3 separate regions of the Mus musculus genome follow, and all the other regions are linked to region 1. Evidence: chromatin contacts called from public promoter capture Hi-C data. All regions are on one chromosome and are shown on one strand. The core of a region is the stretch at or near the end of the contact, and the rest is flanking DNA. Distances in the headings are between cores, read along the strand shown.

What was found. Promoter capture Hi-C pulls out the DNA fragments that hold promoters and counts their contacts. Capture Hi-C pulls out chosen DNA fragments and counts their contacts.
Region 2: a promoter capture Hi-C map of embryonic stem cells shows a contact between it and region 1. The contact joins the promoter of Dctn2 here to the promoter of Ctdsp2 in region 1. A contact is called at or near these places in 1 of 39 promoter capture datasets (embryonic stem cells), 2 of 484 Hi-C or Micro-C datasets (both in embryonic stem cells) and 2 of 9 other capture datasets (adipose tissue and liver).
Region 3: a promoter capture Hi-C map of liver shows a contact between it and region 1. The contact joins the promoter of Mars1 here to the promoter of Ctdsp2 in region 1. A contact is called at or near these places in 1 of 39 promoter capture datasets (pre-B cells), 2 of 484 Hi-C or Micro-C datasets (embryonic stem cells and erythroblasts), 3 of 115 datasets of contacts at active chromatin or transcription factors (embryonic stem cells, memory CD8 T cells and pancreatic cancer cells) and 1 of 9 other capture datasets (liver).

Annotation. Positions count from the first base shown.
Region 1 is chr10:126,977,445-126,981,804 of GRCm38.p6, reverse strand. Ctdsp2 (CTD (carboxy-terminal domain, RNA polymerase II, polypeptide A) small phosphatase 2) reads right to left here and starts at 3,088. Exons shown (of 8, transcript NM_001113470.1): 1 at 2,504-3,088. The coding sequence starts at 2,567. Gm40798 (a long non-coding RNA gene) reads left to right here and starts at 4,285. Exons shown (of 2, transcript XR_872169.3): 1 at 4,285-4,360.
Region 2 is chr10:127,264,335-127,268,788 of GRCm38.p6, reverse strand. Dctn2 (dynactin 2) reads right to left here and starts at 2,527. Exons shown (of 14, transcript NM_027151.2): 1 at 2,255-2,527; 2 at 1,307-1,375. The coding sequence starts at 2,290. It overlaps Gm40800 (a long non-coding RNA gene), which reads right to left. Exons shown (of 2, transcript XR_872171.2): 1 at 4,088-4,454; 2 at 3,045-3,422. It also overlaps a transcript of Kif5a not described here.
Region 3 is chr10:127,309,758-127,313,714 of GRCm38.p6, reverse strand. Mars1 (methionine-tRNA synthetase 1) reads left to right here and starts at 1,929. Exons shown (of 21, transcript NM_001003913.2): 1 at 1,929-2,194; 2 at 3,181-3,271; 3 at 3,417-3,495; 4 at 3,577-3,711. The coding sequence starts at 2,086. It also overlaps the pseudogene Gm6283.

The DNA.
Region 1 (4,360 bases), core at 1,839-4,338:
GGCCAGCTTCTTGCTGTACCAGGGAGCCATTTCTCCTGTCTGCCTGGAGAGTTGATCTAATTTTGCTGCTTTTATTATCAATGACTTCAGCAACTTTGTCCTACCTCCCTGACTGTAATTACTTTTGAATCATCAACACACCAGGCAGCCTTAACACTCAGAGAACAGAATGCTAAAAATAAATAAATAGTCAACATAAAAAAATCTGCACTGGTAAACAACTTCACTGAGAAAACACCGAAGCTAGAGGCAACCTGTTTCTTTCCAGAAATCAACTCATTAATAAACTGCTTCACACTCCTCCTCTTCTGCTCTTCCAAAGGTAGACAGGAGTTGGGGATGGGAGATGGTGAGAGGGGAGGGGTGGGAATTCCTAAACGAGTGTTAAGATGCAGGTTCTGTTTGTAAATGATGTCCAACTCAGCTAGTTGGCATGGTTGCTGGGTGCCAAGCTGCTCAGAAGCAAGCACGCCTTCCCAGAGAATGCAATTGAAGAAAAGGGGAGGGGGGAGAGACACCAAGAGGCTGCTGGCTGGAGAATTCAGATTCCTCCAGGGAGAAATGTGAAGGACAAACTACACACAAAAAAGAAAACAAAACTGTAACTCCAAGAAAACTCAACCAGCAACCTGACACGGTCAGGAGCCAGCTGCTCTGCTCTCCGCTGCCTGTCACTCATCCTGCCGGATTAAACTTCAGCTCTGATTTGCTCAGTGCAGCTACAGCACAGTCCCGAGTCTTCTTATCCCGATGTGGCCCGCCACCCTCAAGACACCTAGGAGACCCTGCAGGGCGCACAGGTGGGAAGGAGGCACACGCCATGCCGGCTTCTTGTCACTACCCCCTCCTCTTATGTCCTTTCCCATCCTGAAGCGTGGGTCCTATTCCTGGGATGAGGCTGCAACGGGAACTGAACCCTGGCAGTAACTGATAAACACAGGCAGCCTCCCTTTGCGGCGCTCAGCACTGCTGAGAGGCCAGCAGGAGAGGAGGTGAACTTGCTGCGCCGCCGATCTCACAGCTGGGTCAGTGATGCAGTTAGAACAGGGGACCCTGGCAAAGAGGAGGGGCAGGCAGGGCTTCGGCTCTCCTCAGTGCAGTCTGCTTCAGAAGGCCAAGAAACACGCACCGCTCCCCTTCCCCCAACCTAACAAGGAATTCCAGAGAGCCTGGGACACCAGCCCAGCTGCTCTGCCCCTAGGCTAAGGCAAGTTGGGTAGACTCCTTGGGAAGTGAACCCCAGGAAAAAGTGACCTGCTGCTTAGTATTAGTAGGGGATGACTACACCCAGGCCCCACAGCTGGCCTCCTTCCAGGCTCTAGGTCTCAGTCTACTCAATTGTGGCACGGGCCTTTTATGCCCCTCCGGAATAGAAAGAAAGGGCTGCAGCGCCTGAGATCTGGTTCCAAGAGCGTGCTCGCCTCTCAGCCTCTGAGCCAAGTGGCCACAGTCCTGGGAGTTCTCTAGAAAAAGAAAAAGGAGGGAGGGGGGCAACACTAGTCCTTACTCTGGGCGGAAATTTCTACCAGCTATCTTGAACACAATGCTCAAGGCCAGATGAACATAGGGGAGAGGAGAGTTTCAGGGGACCCCACTGTGATCAAACCGAGCAATCCCATTTTCCCAGCCCCAATCTCCTCCCCGCCCCCGCGGGAGGCTGAGGCCTCCGCTTCGCTCCCCAAGCACACCCCAGATAGGGCCTGCCTGCGGACGTCCCTGTTTGCTTCAATCCGACGACCTCCCCCTGCAATCGGGGTGGGGGGTCGCGAGCCTCTGCCCACAGACAAACTCGCACTTTTTCGCTGCGCGATTCAGAAACACGCTGGGTCTGATGCCATCCGGCGAATTATGTAACCAGGGACACCGCTCCCGGGCTAAACAAACGCGGCTGTGTCTGTGCAGCGGCGGCCCCGGGGGAGCGCACGGGGCAGGGAGGGGCTCCGGCCGGGCCTCGGGTCCGGCTTGTTTGCTCCGCCGAGCCGCGAAGAGAGTCCCGCGCCCGGCAGTGACCGCGGCCCTCCCCCCTCCCCCACCACCGCCCCCGCCTCGGGCCGGTGAACTTCGTCCCGAGTCCCCGCGCCGCCACCGCCGAGCTCCCGGGCATCCCGGTCCTGCGTGAAAACTCCGGTCCCGGTGGCGTTCCAGCTCGGGACCCCTCGTACCCTCCCCAGAGCCCCGGGGCAGGCGCGCAGCGGTGGTGGGTGGGGGAGGAGTGACCACTCCATCTCCGCGGCTCGGGTGGGGGCGGCGCGGGTGGCCTGGCGCGACGCGCGCCCTCCCGAGCCTCTGACTGCCCCCGGGGGGGGAGGGGTGGCCGGACGGGTGACAGCTGCGCGGATGACACCCTCCCGCCCGGCGCTGGCAGCCGGGGCCTCGCTCAGCCCCCACCGGGGTCCGAGAGCCCGACGGGTGCGCGAGGACCGACGGACCCCGGGTCCAGCCGGATCCTCCGCCCCCTCCCCGTTCGGGGGCGACACAAAGTTTTGGGAAGTTGCGCCCCTACCTTGCTTGGTGAGCACCAGGGCGTCTTCCCTCCGCGCCTGGGTGATGATGGAGCCGTGTTCCATCTAACAATCCCGCGGGCCCGGGCTGGCTGGGCGGGAGGACGCGCGGGCGGGCGCGCAGGCGGGCTGGGCTGGGGGGCCTGGGCGGGGGCCCGTCGGGCTCCGGCTCCCGAGACTCCGACTCCCGCAGCTGTTCACATCCCCCTCGCGTTTCCTCCCCGGGCCGGGAAGGGAGGCGGCCTGCACAGAGGGCGGGCGGGCCAGGCGGCGGCTTCCCCGGTGCCCCCAGCCCCGATCCCCCGGTGGCAGCTCCGGGCTCCTCAGTTTGGGTCCAACATGGAGAATCCGGAGCGAAAACAAGAGGAGGAAATGGGACACGGGGCGGTTTCCAGGCTCCCCCCTCCCCTCCGTACTCCAGATAAACAACCCGCGGCTGCAGCGCCCACCCCCGCGCTCCTCCCAGATCTTGGGCCGGCCTCTTCGCCGCCTGCCGGCGCGTTCCGCTCCAGGCCAGCGTCCTAGGCCCCGGGACCCTCCTCCGGCGAGCAGCGGGGGCCGCGGACCCTGCAGAGGTTTGCTATTTTCTTACGGAAAAAGCGAATCCCCGAGGGGGGTGGGGTGGCGGGCGGGCAGGCTGGCGGGGGAGACTTGAAACCGCTCCGGCACTCCGATTGGCCCGCTCGCAGAAAGGGGGCGTGGCCCCTCCTTACTATGCGGTGCAAGGACCCAACAACATTCCAGTCGCCACGGCCACGCCCCCGGGCCACTCCCCGCTTGCTGGGCTGCGGCCTCCTGGTCCTCTCGGCCACACCCCCTTCCCAACTACTTAAAAAGGCCACTCCAACGCTCCGCTTTCCGTGCTCGGTGCTGGGGTGTTTGTGTTTCCGACGCTTTACTCCAAGAAGGCTCAATGGTTCCGCCCTACGAAACCTGGGGAAAAATGGAGAAGCCAGATTGGGTTCGAGGCAGTTACGGTATTTCCTGCTTAGAGCCCAGTGCCTTATATAAGAATACCGCTGATATGTACCTGGGAAGGAGTGTGTAGGGGGCGGAACCGAGACTCCAGAGTGTGAGGAATGGAACTGACCTCTGGAAATGACACCTTATGTATTAAGGCCACCTTAGGTGCCAGCCCCTCCCACTCAGGCATCTACCCTATCCTCCCAGTCCAGCTCCCCCTCCCACCCCCAACTCCCATCTCATGGTTCCATCCTCAGTTTGAGGAGGATAGAGGTGCTTAGTGGACCCAGAAAGCTCTCCCTCATTTTTTAGGCCCAGGCTCAGGTTTGAACTCCCAAACTTAAGGTTTCTCAGGAAGGGTTTCTCCACTTGTCTGCTAGGAGTAGCAGCTCCAAAGAAGCAGTTTTAACTCTGTATCGGGTTGTTGTAAAAATTGTATGCTGTATATGCACCCCATTGCACCTGAAGGAGGTCTCTTCTATCCTTCCACAGTGGGCTCTGGGAATCAAACTCGGCTTTCCTGGGAAGCGCTCTTACTGGCTAAACCATCCCATTGACCCATTTCAAATGCTTTTTGGTGATGGATGAGTTACTATGATTCAAGGCCATAGTTCCTGGGGAATGGGGGGTGGGGGGCACCTGGTGGCTTTCCTACTGCAGTCCTCATAGCTAGACATTTGTGTCTCTTCATCTTGTCCAAGTAGGTCATAACCTACAAGGCACTATCATCATATGTATATATCCTATGTTCCTTACAAGTGCGAATGTTTCTACACACACACACACTGCTCTTTTTTCCCCTTTTTTCCCCCTTTTCTTTCTTCTTTTTTTTTTTTTTTTTTTTTTTTACATAACACCATTTTAATGAAAATGCTGTTTTTCTAAAATGAATGTGA
Region 2 (4,454 bases), core at 1,278-3,777, 290 kb before region 1:
GCCACCAGGAGCACACTGTGGAGGGAAGGGACAGGAAGTTATTCCCACTGTGTAGGAAGCACTTCCACACGGGAGAACAAGATAAGGAATAAGTGAGCACGCCAAGCCATGCCAGTGTAAGGCAGCTGCCAACATTCCTCACAACTAACCAGCCCCACAGACACGGCCACAGGACTGACAGACACACACACTGGGCCTGCTGACAAGGTCCCCATGACTTTGGCCACGCCTCCACTGAGATCTCCTAGCATCAGTGAGAGCCCAGCCTAGCTCAGCCCAGTTTGCTGTGGAGCTAATAAAACACAATCTATAGAGGCCATCGCTGGACCTCTGTACCCCCAGGACTGTACTGACTGCTGTTCATTCACCCTGGGCTTTCTCTTATGTTACCTATACGTATGCTAACTCCTATACTTCCTGTACACAGTCTAACAGTCATGTAAAAGGGCTCCTTTAGGGCATCTCTTCCTCTGCAATAAATTCCTGGTTAAAGTGTGTGCCCCGCCCCCGACTCCTTAGAGCACACAGAGCAGGCTTAATATATTACTATCGTCTTTTCTCGGCTGATTACAGTATTTATGTTATTCCCCAAAATGATCTTGGTCTGACCACGCGTGTGGTTTTCTGACATTTCCAAGTCATTTGCTTCCACCTTCCCTAATGGCTGCTACAGTTCAAATTCAAGTTCTTGCTAAATACTAATGAGAACTTAATTTAATGAGTGAAATATCTTATAAAATAAAAAAGGTCGGACTGGAGAGATGGCTCAGCAGTTAAGAGCATCTGGCTGCTCTTTCAGAGGTCCTGAGTTTAATTCCCAGCAACCACATGGTGGCTCACAACCATCTGAAATAGAATCTGATGCTCTCTTCTAGTGTGTCTGAAGACAGCTACAGTGTACTCATATAAACAAAATAAATCTTTAAAAAAAAATGTCTACTCCAACCTTAAACGATTTACTATGTTCAAGCTTTATAATTCAATGCACAGATTAGACCCTGGGGCCTAACTAATCACTAGTCCAGAATGTAACTGCTTTGAGATATCTCAATTGTATTTAATAAGACTTGGGTTTTACAGGTCTTGTTAGTTGTAATCTCACTGGCTCGACTCTCCTTTCTGGCATTGTTCATTGGTGGCTGCCAGCTGCTGGGCAAGGCCTTTGAAAGCCCTGAGACCTCCACACCACCCAGGCTGGGGTTGGCATACCCACTTATTGTTGTGGCTTGCCAGAGAAGGAAAAGGACCTGCATCTGGGGAGAAAGGTCAGAGTCCAGAGGGATCCTGAGGTAGCACACAGTCTTACCGCATCAAACTCTGCTTGATCATCCTCAGGTAGGTCGCTGGTTTCATAAACGTCTGGCTCATTCCTGGCCTGCAGGGAGAAGCGGTGACCACCCAGACTCATTACCCAGCATTCATCCCTTATCCCATTTCCTTTGAACAAGGCATTGCAAAACCTGACTGTCATTCAAGGATTCCGCCCTCCACCTCCCCTGTCAACTCTATGTCCGTTTCATCCAGTGGGATGACCACAGGTACAAACTGGGATCTGGGATAAAACGTCCATAGTGAAAGAAAGATGCTACCCTGAACATGGCTGAGAGGCCAGTCCTTGGTAATTATCTTGTCCTAATCTGGTGAGGGTTTCTTGAGTTAGGCCCTGCACATCACTGTACAAGGGTTGAGAGTGACTCAGGACCTTAGTTCTCAAGGTCCGGTGTGCCAACCCCCCGCCCCCAACCCTGAGAATGCAGAGAGGACAGCATCAACGGAGGGTACATGCCGGCTTGTGCATGAGGAGCAAGCACACAGGTGCTCGCAATGCACAGAGCTCCCCACTGGCACAAGGTTTCTGCAACAGTAACCTCTTCCCTGGCAAGATGAAGGCCACCAAGTGGCCTGGTGAGTTCGGCTGGAGTCAGGGTGCGGGGGCGGGCAATCGGGAAATTTGGGGCGACAAGGGCACTGTTGACATGGACGGTACAGACATTCGGGCTCAAGTGGTAAGCGCCCGGAGGCGATTTCTGGGCGGAGAAACCGGCTACTGCCAGAAAAAGGGCCCGACGCGGTCCAACGGCCCGGCCCAGTCGGGTCTGGAGTCCAGAAGGTGCTGCGGCCGTCGAAGGGCGAGCGGCGGGGACCCTTGGGGCTAGGGGGCTGCCAGCGGGAGGGGTCGCGGGCTGGCTTCTGTTGGGGGTCCTCGGGAGGTCGGGGGCGCGGTCTGGGGAGCCGGGCCCGGCCCTGTACTCACAATGCCGGGGAGATCGGCGTATTTAGGGTCCGCCATGGCGGCGGCGAGGCGGGGCTGGGGGACCGAGGCCTCGGAGGAGCCGGGGCTGGTGACCGAGTGGGGGAGAGGCTGGGTCCGGGTCCCCAGCAAAGGCGACGATAAGGGGAGCGGCGGAGGAGCAGGAAGTCTCGCGACAGGAGCAGGCCGGCAGGAGGCGGGGGACAGCAAAAGTCGCGAGGACAGCCGGCTACCACACCCCTGGACAGGCTGGGATTGGTGAGAGCGACAGGGAATGAGGTAATGGCGAGGAGACGCCGCCTAGCATTGTGGGATATGTAGTCCCGGTCTTCTGGGGCTTGGGCTGGAAGCGACAATAACAACGTTAGGGAGCTATTGCATACAGTTATCTCCTTTCGTTCTTAATAGTCTATGAAAGGAGTTTCATAATTCCTGCTTTAGAAAACCTAGAGATTGGTTACATGAAACCACACAGCTCGCCACGTTGTAAACAATAGCAAGATTTAGTAAACATTTAAAGAATAGAAAAATGAGGCCGTCTTTTCAGGTTAGGGCTTCTGGACAAAATAGAGGGACCCTAGTTAAATTTTAATTTCAGGAGCTGGAAAGATGTCCCAGGGGTTAAGAGCACAGTCCTCTTGTAGAGGACCTGGGTTCTATCCCCAGCATCCAGATAGTGGCTCACAGCCATTTATAATTCCAGTACCAGGTGCCCTCTTCTGGCCTCTGAGGGCACCAGACACACACGTGGTACACTGACATACATGCAGACAAAACACCCATACACATAAAATAAATAAATAATAACAATTTTTTATTGAAGTTAATTTCAGGTCAACAACTAACAATTGTTAGTATAAGCATGCTTCTTATATTTCTGATATGCATATAATAATCTGAAACCCAAGTTCGTCTGAGGGTGCTATTTCTTCTTCTTTTTTTCTTCAAAAGTCTGGACATCTTAAATGAAAAAGCGCTGGCTCACAGTCTGACTGAACTCTCCATGACGGTCATCAATTTCATTAATAGTTCCCCAGAAATTAGGAGGAAGGAATTTGACACAGGTCTCAAACTGTAGTTCAGGGTGGCTTGGAACTCACTTTTCAGTGCTGGGGATTGAACTCAGGACCTTACATATAGTAGCTTTGTGTCCAGTCAGCAACCAATCTTTCTGGAGGAGAGATACAGTATGGTTAATCCTCTTACTTTGCCACATCAATGCATGACAATAGAAACCCCAATTATTTAATTTAATTTGTTTCTTTGTGTGTGTGGTGTGTGTGCGCGCACACAGGAACGTGGAGATCAGAGGACAGCTGTTATGCATCTGCTTTCTCTCCCCACCATGGGGGTCCTGCAGATCAAACTCAGTCGTGTGGCAAGCCCCTTCACCTGCTGAGCCATCTCACTGACCCATTTTTAAAACAGAAGGAAAGGCTGGGTGTGGTGGCACATGCCTGGTCTAGTGAGTCCCAGAATCTCTATGTAGCTCCAGCTGTCTCAAAACAAGAACAGAAGAGGAGAAGGAGGAAGGGGGTTGGGGCTGGGATGGGAGGTGAGAGACAAATAGAAAACCTACTACGTGCTACTAGAGAAATAAAAAGGTACACTCAGGACAAAAGGAAGTCCTCAAGCCAGACACAGTGCTGTCCACATATATTCCTAGCACTTGGTAGCCTGGGTAGGAATACAGGAACAGGCTAGCCTGTGTAAGGACCCCCCACCCCCCACCCCCCCGGCCAGGTCCCATCTCAAAAATTAAAATAACCGAAAATAGAGGATGAACTGTTGCAGCTGTATAAAAACCTTGTTGGGGGCATGTGTGGGCACACATACCCACTGAATTCTTGCCTCGATGGACTGTCATTTTGAAGTCACTAAGGATGCCACCTTCTTGTCTCTAGAGGCTGGACGTTGGTATATTTCCTGAGCTTGCAAGATGCTGCAACCTTCAGAAACAGTGCCAAACGACCGAGGGTAGCGTTCCTGAATTAGGAACTCGCCATTCTCATTCCTGGCTTCTGCCCAAGCCTCGGCCTCTGTCACCATGATCTCCAGGTCATGTATTGGGCTTCTTTCTGTTGGTTCCCTTAAGAGTCAAGGAGTGTGACTAGTGAAGGCCCAGCTCAGCTGGTATCTGGCCGGTTAGGGCTTGTTTGTCTAGGCCACTGCCCTCTCATCCTTCCCCCTTAGTAACTAACTG
Region 3 (3,957 bases), core at 680-3,179, 330 kb before region 1:
AGGGGCCATCCACAGTCTCTGAGTGGCAGCGATAGCATGGACCGAGGTCATGAGCCCTTCCATGATGCCAAAGTTGTCATGGATGATCTTGGCCAGGGTGGCTAAGCAGTTGGTGGTGCAGGATGCATTGCTGACAATCTTGCGTGAGTTGTCATATTTCTGGTGGGTCACACCCATCACAAACATGGGGCATCAGCAGAGGGGCAGAGATGATGACCCTTTGGCCCCACCCTTCAAGTGGGCCCCAGCCTTCTCCATGGTGGTGAAGACACCAGTAGACCCCACAACATACTCAGCACCGGCATCACCACATTTGATGTTAGTGGGATCTCTTCCCAGAAGATAGTGATGGGCTTCCCGTTGATGACAAGCTTCCCTTTCTCAGCCTTGACCATGCCATTGAACTTGCTATGAGTAGAGTCATACTGGAATATGTAGACCATGTAGTTGAGGTCCATAAATGGGTTGTTGATGGCAATCTCCACTTTGCCAACTGCAGAGCAGAAGGCAGCCCTGGTAACCAGGCACCCATTACGGCCAAATCCATTCACACCGACCTTCACCATCCTGTCTACAGGACGAGGCTGGCACTGTATGAGAAGAGCCTCATACTTTTTTTTTTTAAAGATAAGATATCCCTTTGCATGTGTTTATTTGGCTTTGTTGCGAAATCTCTCACTTCCCCCTCAATTTGACCTTTTGTAGCATAACTCTCATCTCCCTTTGCTGTGATTGTCTAGCTATATGTAAATGGAAGACTAGTGCATTTTCACTTTTATGTCAGGGCTTGCTTGGTTTATTTTTGTTTTTTTTTAATGTGTATCAAGGTCTTGCCTGCAAGTTGAGTGTACTATTTTTGGGCAGGTCTATGGAGGCCAGAAGAGGCACTAGTGTTACAGAAGGTTGTGATCTGCCTGTCATGTGTGTGCTTGGATGAGCATCAAGTGCTCCCGAACCAGAGTTATCTCTAAACCCCTTATTTTTAATTAAGAACAAAATAAAACAAAACAAAAACCACACACTTTTTTTTTTTGAGACTAGGTTTATAAAGACCAGGATAGCTTTGAACTCAAAGAGATCCAACTGCCTTCGCCTTCTGAGTCCTGGAATTAAGGGAGTGTCCCACCACACCCAACTCCTTTTTCTTTTATTTGTAAGGGGTTTCGAGTGCAGGGAGGTCTCTGCACCACATGCATGCAGTAATCATGAAGACCAGAAGAGGGCGCATGATTCCCCTAGGACTCAAGTTACAGACAACTGTCAACCATGCAAATGGGTCAAAGGAGAGTCCAGGAAAAGGACAGCCTGGCCTGTGTTCTCCGCTGAGCCATCTTTCCAGGCTTCCTCACTGATTTACTGACAGATCCCTAGTAGCTTAGGCTGGCTTGCAATAGAGGATAACGTCGAATTTATGATAATTTTATCACCACCTCTTCAACGCTGGGATTACAGGAGTGGACACACCACCACACAGTGTTGTGTACCGGGGGTGAACCCAGCGGTTTGCACATGCTAAGCAAACGCTTACTAACTAAACTACATTCCCAATTCCTAAGTAATAAAGGTTCGCGAGCCACATCCTTTGTGGCTGATGGACAGCCACATTAATTTCCACGTTGACACTAAAGTTTGCTCACAGTTCCCCAACTGATTTTTAATCTTGTAGCTAAATGCATCGCCACGCTCTCGGACTACCCGCACACAAACCAATTAAAAACTCCGATCCTTAACAACTTGAATCGGCGCGTGCGATACCACTTCAACGACCAGTAAGGAATCAGAAAATGCCACCCATCGCGTCGTCTCCATCGGATCGCTTTACAGCGGCCGACTTCAACAGTTCAAAGGACCCTCTCGGAGCCGGCCGACCCAGAGTGCCACGCTAGCCCGCACCGTCAACTTCCGGGTCTCGTTGGTAACCATTTCCTGTTTCGTAATGGTGCGTGATGGGATGAGTAGTCGGCTTTCCTGGAGCCTACCGCGAGCGTCCGGCCGACACAGAACTCCATTTCCCGACGTGCCTTGCAGCTTAACCCAGGAGCGGGAGGCCGGTTCCGATTGCATCAGCGTGGGCTCCGAGGCACGATGAGACTGTTCGTGAGCGAGGGTTCCCCGGGGAGCCTGCCCGTGCTGGCTGCGGCCGCGAGGGCCCGGGGTCGGGCGGAGCTGCTCATCAGCACCGTAGGCCCCGAAGGTACTGGAGTGGCTGCCGGTGGGCGGCGGGTGAGGGGTGTTCATCTCACAGTTGTTTGCCAGGCTCCAGTGCCCGTTCCCCAATCGACTCAACGTTAACTTTAGTCACGCCAACCTTTGTTTCCGTAACCCTTCTGAAGTTAGTTCCCTTAGTTACCCTCACTGTACTCTTCAAACCTCGTTTTAAGTCTCCCCTCTGGTTAGTTTTCCAGGACCCACCTATCATGGCAACTCCCTCTCAGCCCGGTCACTCTCGCGATCACCTCCAACCTCCCGTGTCGTTTTGGGGAAGCCCCTTTCTCCTTCCAGGACCTCAGTACAGACATGTGCACACTCAGTCCTTGAAGTTTATTGCGTATTCCCAGACAACTTTTTTGGGTGACTTTCTAAGAGTTGTCTGGTCAGATCCTCCCTGACAGCTTGACTGCAGCACTATTCTATACCTCTCTGTAGACTCTACCTCTTGTTTGCAGTTGGCAGTCTCAACTGAACACTAGCTGGCCCCTCTAGCATATTCCACCACCACCCCTCCCCGGTTAGTGTTCTTACCTTCGAAACTGTAGATTGAAAACCCAGGCCTCCAGCACACAATGTGACGTCAAATCATTTCTTTTAAGATTTACTTATTTATTTAATGTATATATGAGTACACCGTAGCTGTACTGATGGTTGTGAGCCATCATGTGGTTGCTGGGAATTTGAATTCAGGACTTCTGCTGGCTCCTGTCAACCCCGCTTGCTCTGGTCAACCCCGCTTGCTCAGGCTGCGCCCCGCCTTATATCTAAGTACACTGCAGCTATCTTCAGATTTACTGGAGGAGGGTGTCAGATCTCATTACGGGTGGTTGTGAGCCACCATGTGGTTGCTGGAAATTGAACTCAGGACCTTCGGAAGGGCAGTCAGTGCTCTTTAACAGCCGAGCCATCTCTCCAGCCTCCTCATTTATTTTCTTACCCCTGATTTTCACCCATTTTCCTCTGTCTCAGAGTGTGTGGTACCATTCCTTACCCGGCCTAAGGTCCCTGTCTTGCAGCTGGATAGTGGCAACTACCTCTTCTCTGCTAGTGCAATCTGCCGGTCAGTATTGGTTCTTGGTGTGGGGAGGTGCCCAAATCAGGGTGAATCACTAATCTTTCTGTGACCTTATTTGCAAATACTGTTCTACTGTGGGTTCATCCATGAACTAGACAGATGCTTCAACTTACTTTCTCTCCCTGGGCAGATATTTTTTTCTGTTATGTGGCTGGGAACAAGATGATCTCACCAACCAGTGGCTGGAATGGGAGGCAACAGAACTGCAGGTGAATCCGTGTATCAGGGAGGTGAGGGCAGCCTGTCCTTCCTCTGTATGAACATCCTGACCCATTTCCCCTGCATTTTAGCCAGTTCTGTCTGCTGCCCTACACTGTCTAGTGGTTCAAGGCAAGAAAGGGGAAGATATACTTGGCCCACTTCGGAGAGTCCTGACTCACATTGATCACAGCTTGAGTCGTCAAAACTGTCCTTTCCTGGCTGGGGTGAGTTGACTTGAAGTGGGGTCTGGAAGGCTTATGATACAGGACTTTGTGGGGAAAGTGTATTCAGACCCCAACAACTAATTATTAGCGTGGTAACCTTGACACATTACTTAAACCCACTAATTCTTCATTTTTGTTATCGTTTTTGTTTTTATTTTTGGGTTTTTCGAGACAGGGTTTCTCTGTGTAGCCCTGGCTGTCCTGGAACTCACTCTGTAGATCAGGCTGGACCAAAACTCAAGAAGC